Linked DNA regions of Mus musculus: region 1 is linked to region 2. The links are chromatin contacts, called in public HiChIP or PLAC-seq maps. All regions are on one chromosome and are shown on one strand. Each heading gives the region's core, a stretch centred on a gene start, on an enhancer-like site or on the middle of the called end of the contact. The rest is flanking DNA. Distances are from core to core; before and after follow the strand shown. Region 1 overlaps Rapgef1 (Rap guanine nucleotide exchange factor (GEF) 1). Region 2 holds the start of Setx (senataxin).

Region 1 (3,704 bases), core at 29-2,528, 570 kb after region 2:
TCACAACTGAGCTTTTACATATATCCATGGCATTTTCCTCAGACAGAATCCTCCTAACAGATACTTAAGGCTTTTGATGCATGCCTGCTGCCCAGAGTGACACTCATTCTTACTGATCCTGTCCTGCCCCACCCTACCGCGTGTCTGCAAGTTTTATTTTGTTGCCATCAAACTTGAGAAGCTCTCATGATCATAACACCCTTTGCATCTGCAAAACTCCTCGTTAATATTTCTTTGTGTATGTTTATCTTTTTTCGTAGTTTTTATGTTGTCAAAAGAAGCTGCTTTGGGAAATGCTAGTTCTTTGCCCCTGGTCAGGGAGATGTGGTTAGGTTACCCAGCTCTGCATTCTCAGAGGTACTGTGTGCTCTTCCCTCGTGCACACAGACCATCACCAGCAGCAGAGAGCAGTGAGGAGATTGTGTGCAGCAATATACCAGAACACTGGTCAGCAGTGAAAAAGAGCCTACCTGGACTCCCTGAGGCAGGTGGGGATGGCCAGAAAGAGAGTGGTCTTTGCCATGGGCAGCCAGAGAGTCGGGGGACTGTGCAGGTTCAGAATTTCTGTCCTAAAGTTGGTTGTGTTAAGGACCGCACATGTGCTCACTCACACTTAGAGTAGCTGAATTTCATGGTATGTGAATTCTACCTCTACAATTTTGAAAGGTGAAGCTGGAGTGATGGCTCATTCTGTAAAGCACATCTCACATAATCATGACCAGAGTTCGATTCCTACAATGCACAGAGAAAGCCAGGTATCGTGGCCATAATTGTAATCCCAGCACTAGGGAATCAAGAGACAGATGGATAGATCCCTAGAGCACTCTGGCCAGTTAGCCTCACTCAGTGTACTCAGTGATCTCCAGGTGCTAGTAAGAGACTCTGTCCCAAAAAAGAAAGTGAGGGCTCCCAAGGCCAACCTCTGATCTCCACCTGTCATGTGAGCATACAGCTATAAGTGTCGCACACACAGGAGGTCCATTTCTATGGCATCCATGGGACAGCCACCATAATGCACAGCCCTTCAAGTGTACACACTGCAAGGCCCATGTATGGCCATCCTGGGGGCCCACAGCAATCTAGGCAGAAAGTACAGAGTGCTGGGATAGCAGAAGGGAAGAACAGGTGAGGGTGGGCTTCCCACCCCAAGTGGTGTTCACACTGTGGAGCATAGCGTTCACCTGGGAAAAATCATTAAAGTGGTCTGGAGTGGTAGTGCATGCCTTTAACCTCAGCACTTCTACACAGAGAGACCCTGTTGAAAAAAAAAAAAAAAAAAAAAAAAAGTCATGGAACAGGATAAAATGTGTCCCAGCTGAAACACCACACCCCTTATCTTCCCTCTTCTCTACTATTTTCAGAGTACCATTTTTTATTTTCTTTCAAAGCCATTTCTCTGCTTTTAGAAGGTCACATAACCTTCACTCTAAGTCCATTGACAAGGCTCCCAGCCAGCCAGTCCACTGGGGCTCCAGTTCCTGCATTGACTAAGCCAGTGCACTTTGGGAAAACACTAAAAGCCAGAAGCCAAGTGGCTAAGTGCACCATTGTGCATAACATGACAGCTTTAAGGAGCCAAAACCGCCTGCCACCCTCCCCAGACTGCACAGGAATACAAGTCTGTAATGGTCTGTTCATCTAAACACCCGGACTTGCCATTTCCCCTTTCAAAAGGAAGTACATGATGCAGTTGAAACTTTGCAGTATGCTGCTATGGTATTTTTAGAGTGAAAGAGGCATGTTAGGGGTTGTGCAGATTACCCCGCGTAGGAAATGTGTGGACACAAATGTGGGTCTTAGAAGCCCTGCCTCTTGCTAAAGGTACAGTGGTGTCATCCCCTCCCCCTTCTCCCTCACAGGAGCTAGTGAGGCTAACCATTGAGAAGCAGGGGCGGCCATCGCCAACAAGCCCAGTGAAGCCCAGTTCCCCAGCCAGCAAGCCTGATGGGTAAGTCTAAGCAGACTCTGGTTCCAGTGGCACTGAGCCCACACTTGACAAGAGGGAGCCAGGCAAACAGTGAGAGCATGAGAGGCTGTGGGCAGCCCTGGCCCCCTTTGCAGTGGTAAGTTCTGGTGAGTGTATTTCACTAAGCTTCAGAGTGCTGTCTTGCACTTGACAAGCTCATCTGGACAAGAGTGTATGGAAGGAGGTGGGTCTCAGACCCCACTCCCACCCCAGTTAGGTTCTGCCCCAGGCAACATCACTGCACCATAAACTCCCAAGGGCTTGGCTGAGAGGTTGGGGGAGACTTGGATTTTTCAGTAGTTCAGCTAACAGGAGGCCAGCCCAGTGTTCCTCAGTAAACTGAGGGATGGCCTTGTGGACAGCCTTACTATTTTGCATTAATTTCAAGGACTGGCCCGTGTTAAATATGTATCACATTTTAGAGCATCCTGGTAGCTGGTCAGTGATGAAACGCCATGGGAACCCCAAGACTGTGCATGGGGCTCCTCCTCAGCCCCATCATTCCCTTAGCCCCACCCCCATCCCCCAGGAGCCACATCCACTCTGACTACGCGTGATCCCTAGTTCTTTCCATTTCTCTAGCCAGCCTGAGCTCCCTCTGACAGACCGAGAAATGGAGATTCTGAACAAGACGACAAGTGTGTCACCATCTGCTGAACTGCTCCCAGACTCCACCAGTGAAGAGGTCGCACCCCCCAAGCCCCCTTTACCTGGCATCCGGGTGGTTGATAACAGGTAATTCTAAACTCTTTTGACCCTATTTATGACCTAATGTGGGGAGTGGGTGGTAGAATGAGCTGAAGGATAACTGTGCCTGGGCTTGGCACTGTTAAAAAGAATGTCTCTGAGAGTGGCCAGGCTCTGGCCCTGGGCCCTCTATCCAGTGAAACCAATCATGATTTCACTATGGAAGGAAAAGAATCTGTTTTGGTTCTGGTCTTTGGGCATTGATAGAGTGATTGGCAAGAGGAGAACAGGAGGCAGTTAAAGTATGAAAATTAAGTGTGGAAAAAGAACTTCATTCATGTCTAAAGCACGCTTGTTTGTGATGTAAATTTGCCTGGATTTTCTGTCTCTTCTAGTCCACCAGCATTACCACCCAAGAAAAGGCAGTCTGCTCCATCCCCCACTCGGGTGGCTGTGGTAGCCCCAATGAGTCGGGCTACCAGTGGCTCCAGTTTGCCTGTTGGAATCAATAGGCAGGTAATGAAGTCCTGGTTCTGTTGGGCGACTAGAAATGGAGTTTTTTGAGGCTTGTGTCCGAGTGCTGGAAGTCGCCTGTAGTCTTTACACCCACTATTACTCACATCTAGAGACTTGTGGGAGAGCAAACCATAGCCATCCCTCTTCCCTCCATGACATGGGCATCTCCCAAGGGCATCCCTGTTGAAACACTCACACTCCTCCCGGTTCCTTTCCTGTCGGATCCGATCCTACACTGGCATCAGAAACGGCCTCGGAGCTAGGCAGGCTTTCCTCTGAGCTAGTGAGCATGTCAGTTGCTTGTCCCTGGTCTCTGCTGTCTTTCCAAGGATGACTGAAGTTCCTTTCCATTCCTTCCAAGGACTTTGATGTTGAATGTTACACCCAGAGGCGCCTGTCAGGAGGCAGCCGCTCCTGCGGTGGTGAGTCTCCTCGCCTGTCCCCCTGCAGCAGCACAGGCAAGCTCAGCCGCTCAGACGAGCAGCTGTCCTCCCTGGACAGGGATAGTGGGCAGTGCTCACGGAACACAAGCTGT
Region 2 (3,254 bases), core at 453-2,952:
CTATACCTTTTTTTGTTTTGTCCTGATTTCATAAGTCAAAACATTTTTGTGCACCTTATAATTATTTTGGAGGGTATCCAGGCCTAAGTTATTCTATAGCAAATCACATGTGTATATATTATTTATATTTTATGTTATATAATTCTAAAAATATAATGTAACGTAATACTTATTTGTAATTATTATATATTTGCTTTTTATTTCATCTTTATGTGTAGGAGTGTTTTGCCTGCTTGTATGTGCACCCATTGCCGGCCCCAGAGAAGGGCATCTGTTCTCATCACTTAGGACCGAAGTTTCAGACAGATGTGAACTGCAATGTGGCGCTAGAAAATTAACTCTGGGTCCTCTGGAAGATCAGTAAGTGTTCCTAACTGCTGAGCTCTCGCTCCAGCGTCAGACTTGTGTTTCTTACACTCAAGAGTAACTTAGCATTTATGTCCTTTCACGAATAAAGCATGGTATATTGCTGAAGTCTGAAATCTGGGTTACGAATTCTGCCAGGATCTGTATCATCAGGGACAAGGAACTGCGGGTAGTTTCTATCATTTCCCCTCATTTCTGAAAATTTCAGTTAGCTATCAAGAGTCTTGTTTAAAAAAAAACTATCATAAATGTGTTACTTTAAAAACCATGCATACATATAGTGCTTCTAGTTTGAAACCACTTTCTGCAACTTTGATTTTGATAGAAACCTTTGACGAAATGAAAAAAAAGGGGGGGGGGAGAAAATAACGGTCAGCTTCAACTGCCGCTTCCTGATTGGCTAAAGCCCCTCTAACGGTCATCTGCTGCCTTATAAACCACACCCCCTTTTCTGGAACGTTCCTTAGAGCTTTACCCTCGTGCTTCAGGCGCTGGCTTCTCATTCTGCGTTAAGGTTCTCCAGGGTAGGAAGGTCTCTGACCCACCTGCCACCTCTAAGAGCCTTGTTCTTTTCTGTGGCGTTGGCAATGGAACCCAGTGTTACAGTGTGACAGGTGAGTGCTCCTGAGTTACTTTCTTGCACACTTTCCTTTAAAAAAAAAAAAAAAAGGAAAAAAAAAAAAAGAAAAAGAAAGAATGTTAACTTTTAATTTTTGGTTAATTTAGGCCTCCAAATCGCTGACCTCCAGGTCTGGAGTTGAAACCTCATCACACCCTTTCCTTTTTAAAAAAAAGAATTATTTTAATTTTAAAATTTTGGTGAATGTAATGTAGGCCTCGAAATCGCTTTCTGTACGAGGCTGGCCTTTGGGCCTGGATGCGCTGGCTTTAAGCCTTCTGAGTACAGGGACCACAGGCTGCCGGGCTTGTAAAGTGATTTGTTTTTTTCCTAAATTCCGTTTTTGAGGAGGAGAGGTTTTGGGCCACCCAACTGTCCTTTGGGAAATCTGACATGACTGTGTTCCATTATCGGAGCCTGTTCTGGGTCGGAAACGGGCAGAGCCCTCGACTTGGGGCGCCCTTGCAGAATCACGCACACATTTTATTGTTTAGGTTTCGGACGGAAACGTGACAGACGTCGCGGACGTTGGGGAGCGGAAGAGCCCAAAGGGAACCAGCAGGTAAGCATCTCCCCGAAGAGGGTCGGGGAAGGGGCGGGGTGAGAAAGGGGGCGGGACGAGGAAAGGGGCGGGGACAGGCTCCTCGGCTAATTTACCGCTCCTTTGGACGGGAGTCCTTGATTGGTCGGACTTACCCCCCTCGTTCCGGAAGTGACGCCACTCAGCGGTCAGGCCGGTTGTTCCCCGCTGCTGCACTTTCCACCTCCCGTCCGCCCCCATGGTCCGCCCCCTTGGTGTACCACAACAAGCCGGCTCTGGCGGGGGCGGGCTGAGGGCGGGGTCCGCTCTCGCGGCAGCGGCGGGTTGGGCGTTGGGCGTCGCCTTGCCCTTCCGTCTGCTGTTCTAGCGGGGGGCATGGAGGTGGGTTAGCGCGCTGCAGCCGGGCCTAGCCGGGGTGAGACGCGCCGCGGACAAGCCGCGAGCGGGCGAACGAGCAGGAGAGGAGAGCGCGTGCGCGGTGAGGGGCGCGCGGCTTACTGCCGTTGGGAACTTGCGCGCGGCCTGCGGGAGCGGGCGCCTGCTGTGACCCTTCTGGAGAGCTGCGTTTGGTGAGAGCGGCGGCTTGCCGCTGCTACCAAGGGCGGGCAGCGCTTGGTGTTTCCTGCAAGCGAGGCCCGCCCCCGGATCTCTGCTGTTCTGGCATCAGCACCGCCGGCCCTGGGCAACGATGTACAGCGAGGACCCTTAGCTTCGGGGCGAGGGAGGCCTCCCGGGTAAGGATCCGACCCTCTGTCCTGGCGTCGCTTCCGCATGGGCACCCGGACGCCCTCCCCGCCGTACCAGGCGTTGCGGTGTGGACAGCCTCCCGTACGCCCACAGCGGATGTGATCAAGTGCCTATTTGGCCCCTGGAGGAGAACAGTCCCTAGGGAAGTTGGGGGGGGGGATCAGTGTTAAGCCGTTCCCCCCAGTAGTGTGTGGATCTAACCTGACCTAGGTAACTCATTAGATGACACAAGGCCCAGGTGAGATGCATAATGTAAGGGACATTTTATCAGTTTTTATTTTAATTTCAGAAATGTTCTTTTTGGGGGCCAAAGTGTGAATCTGTCTGAATGCAGAGCCACATCTCACAGATAAGCCCAGCAATCACAAAGAGCATCACTTCTCTGTAGGACCTTGGTCAAGGTAATTGTCTTATTAAACAATAACTTCTTTTTTAGTTATTTGATAAGTACTAGAGTTAAAAATGTGGCATAGATCCATACCTTGACATGCCCTCTTCTGGTGTGTCTGAAGATAGCTACACTGTACTCATATAAATAAAACAAATCTTTAATTTTTTTTTTAAAATAAGTCTAATGTGTGCAGTAACCTCTGGCAGCATTTTGTTAGGAATTTTTGGAGGTAGGTCAGGTGAGGCAGAGAGATTAGACTTAGTAATTCGGGCAAATGATGAAAGAATAGGAAGACTCAAGAAAGGAGGAGTGCTAGACTCAGATGCAGCAGAGGAGAGGGACAAGGTGATCCTGAGGTTACTGCTCTAGAGATGGAGTTGGTGTCAGCACTCTCAATGGAGCACTTAGTGAAATATTTATTTTTTTAATAATTTACTTTTTATGCATATTGGTGTTTTGCCTGCATGTGTCTGTGTGAGGGTGTCAGATCTCCTGGACTGGTCGTTACCGGGAATTGAACCTGGGACCTCTGGAAGAGCATCCTGTGCTTTTAACCCCTGAGGCATCTCTCCAGCCCATACCTTGTCCTC

The links. HiChIP or PLAC-seq counts read pairs in DNA pulled down with a chosen protein or histone mark.
Region 1: a contact with region 2 is called in an H3K4me3 HiChIP or PLAC-seq map of bone marrow-derived macrophages, with 2.7 times the contacts expected there. The contact joins the enhancer-like site here to the promoter of Setx in region 2. A contact is called at or near these places in 3 of 39 promoter capture datasets (hippocampal neurons and liver) and 5 of 115 datasets of contacts at active chromatin or transcription factors (astrocytes, bone marrow-derived macrophages, embryonic forebrain and 1 more).

The regions. Positions count from the first base shown.
Region 1 is chr2:29,697,138-29,700,841 of GRCm38.p6, forward strand. Rapgef1 (Rap guanine nucleotide exchange factor (GEF) 1) reads left to right here. Exons shown (of 26, transcript NM_001039087.1): 6 at 1,860-1,948; 7 at 2,549-2,701; 8 at 3,049-3,169; 9 at 3,531-3,704. Among named protein-coding and RNA genes, the nearest start is that of Gm13420, 53 kb to the right of the region's middle. Within about 2 kb of position 1,279, at least 27 of the 459 cell types and tissues checked have an H3K27ac peak or open chromatin away from gene starts, as enhancers often do. A contact at or near this core is called in bone marrow-derived macrophages, where this site is marked.
Region 2 is chr2:29,123,290-29,126,543 of GRCm38.p6, forward strand. Setx (senataxin) reads left to right here and starts at 1,703. Exons shown (of 26, transcript NM_198033.2): 1 at 1,703-2,260; 2 at 2,563-2,674.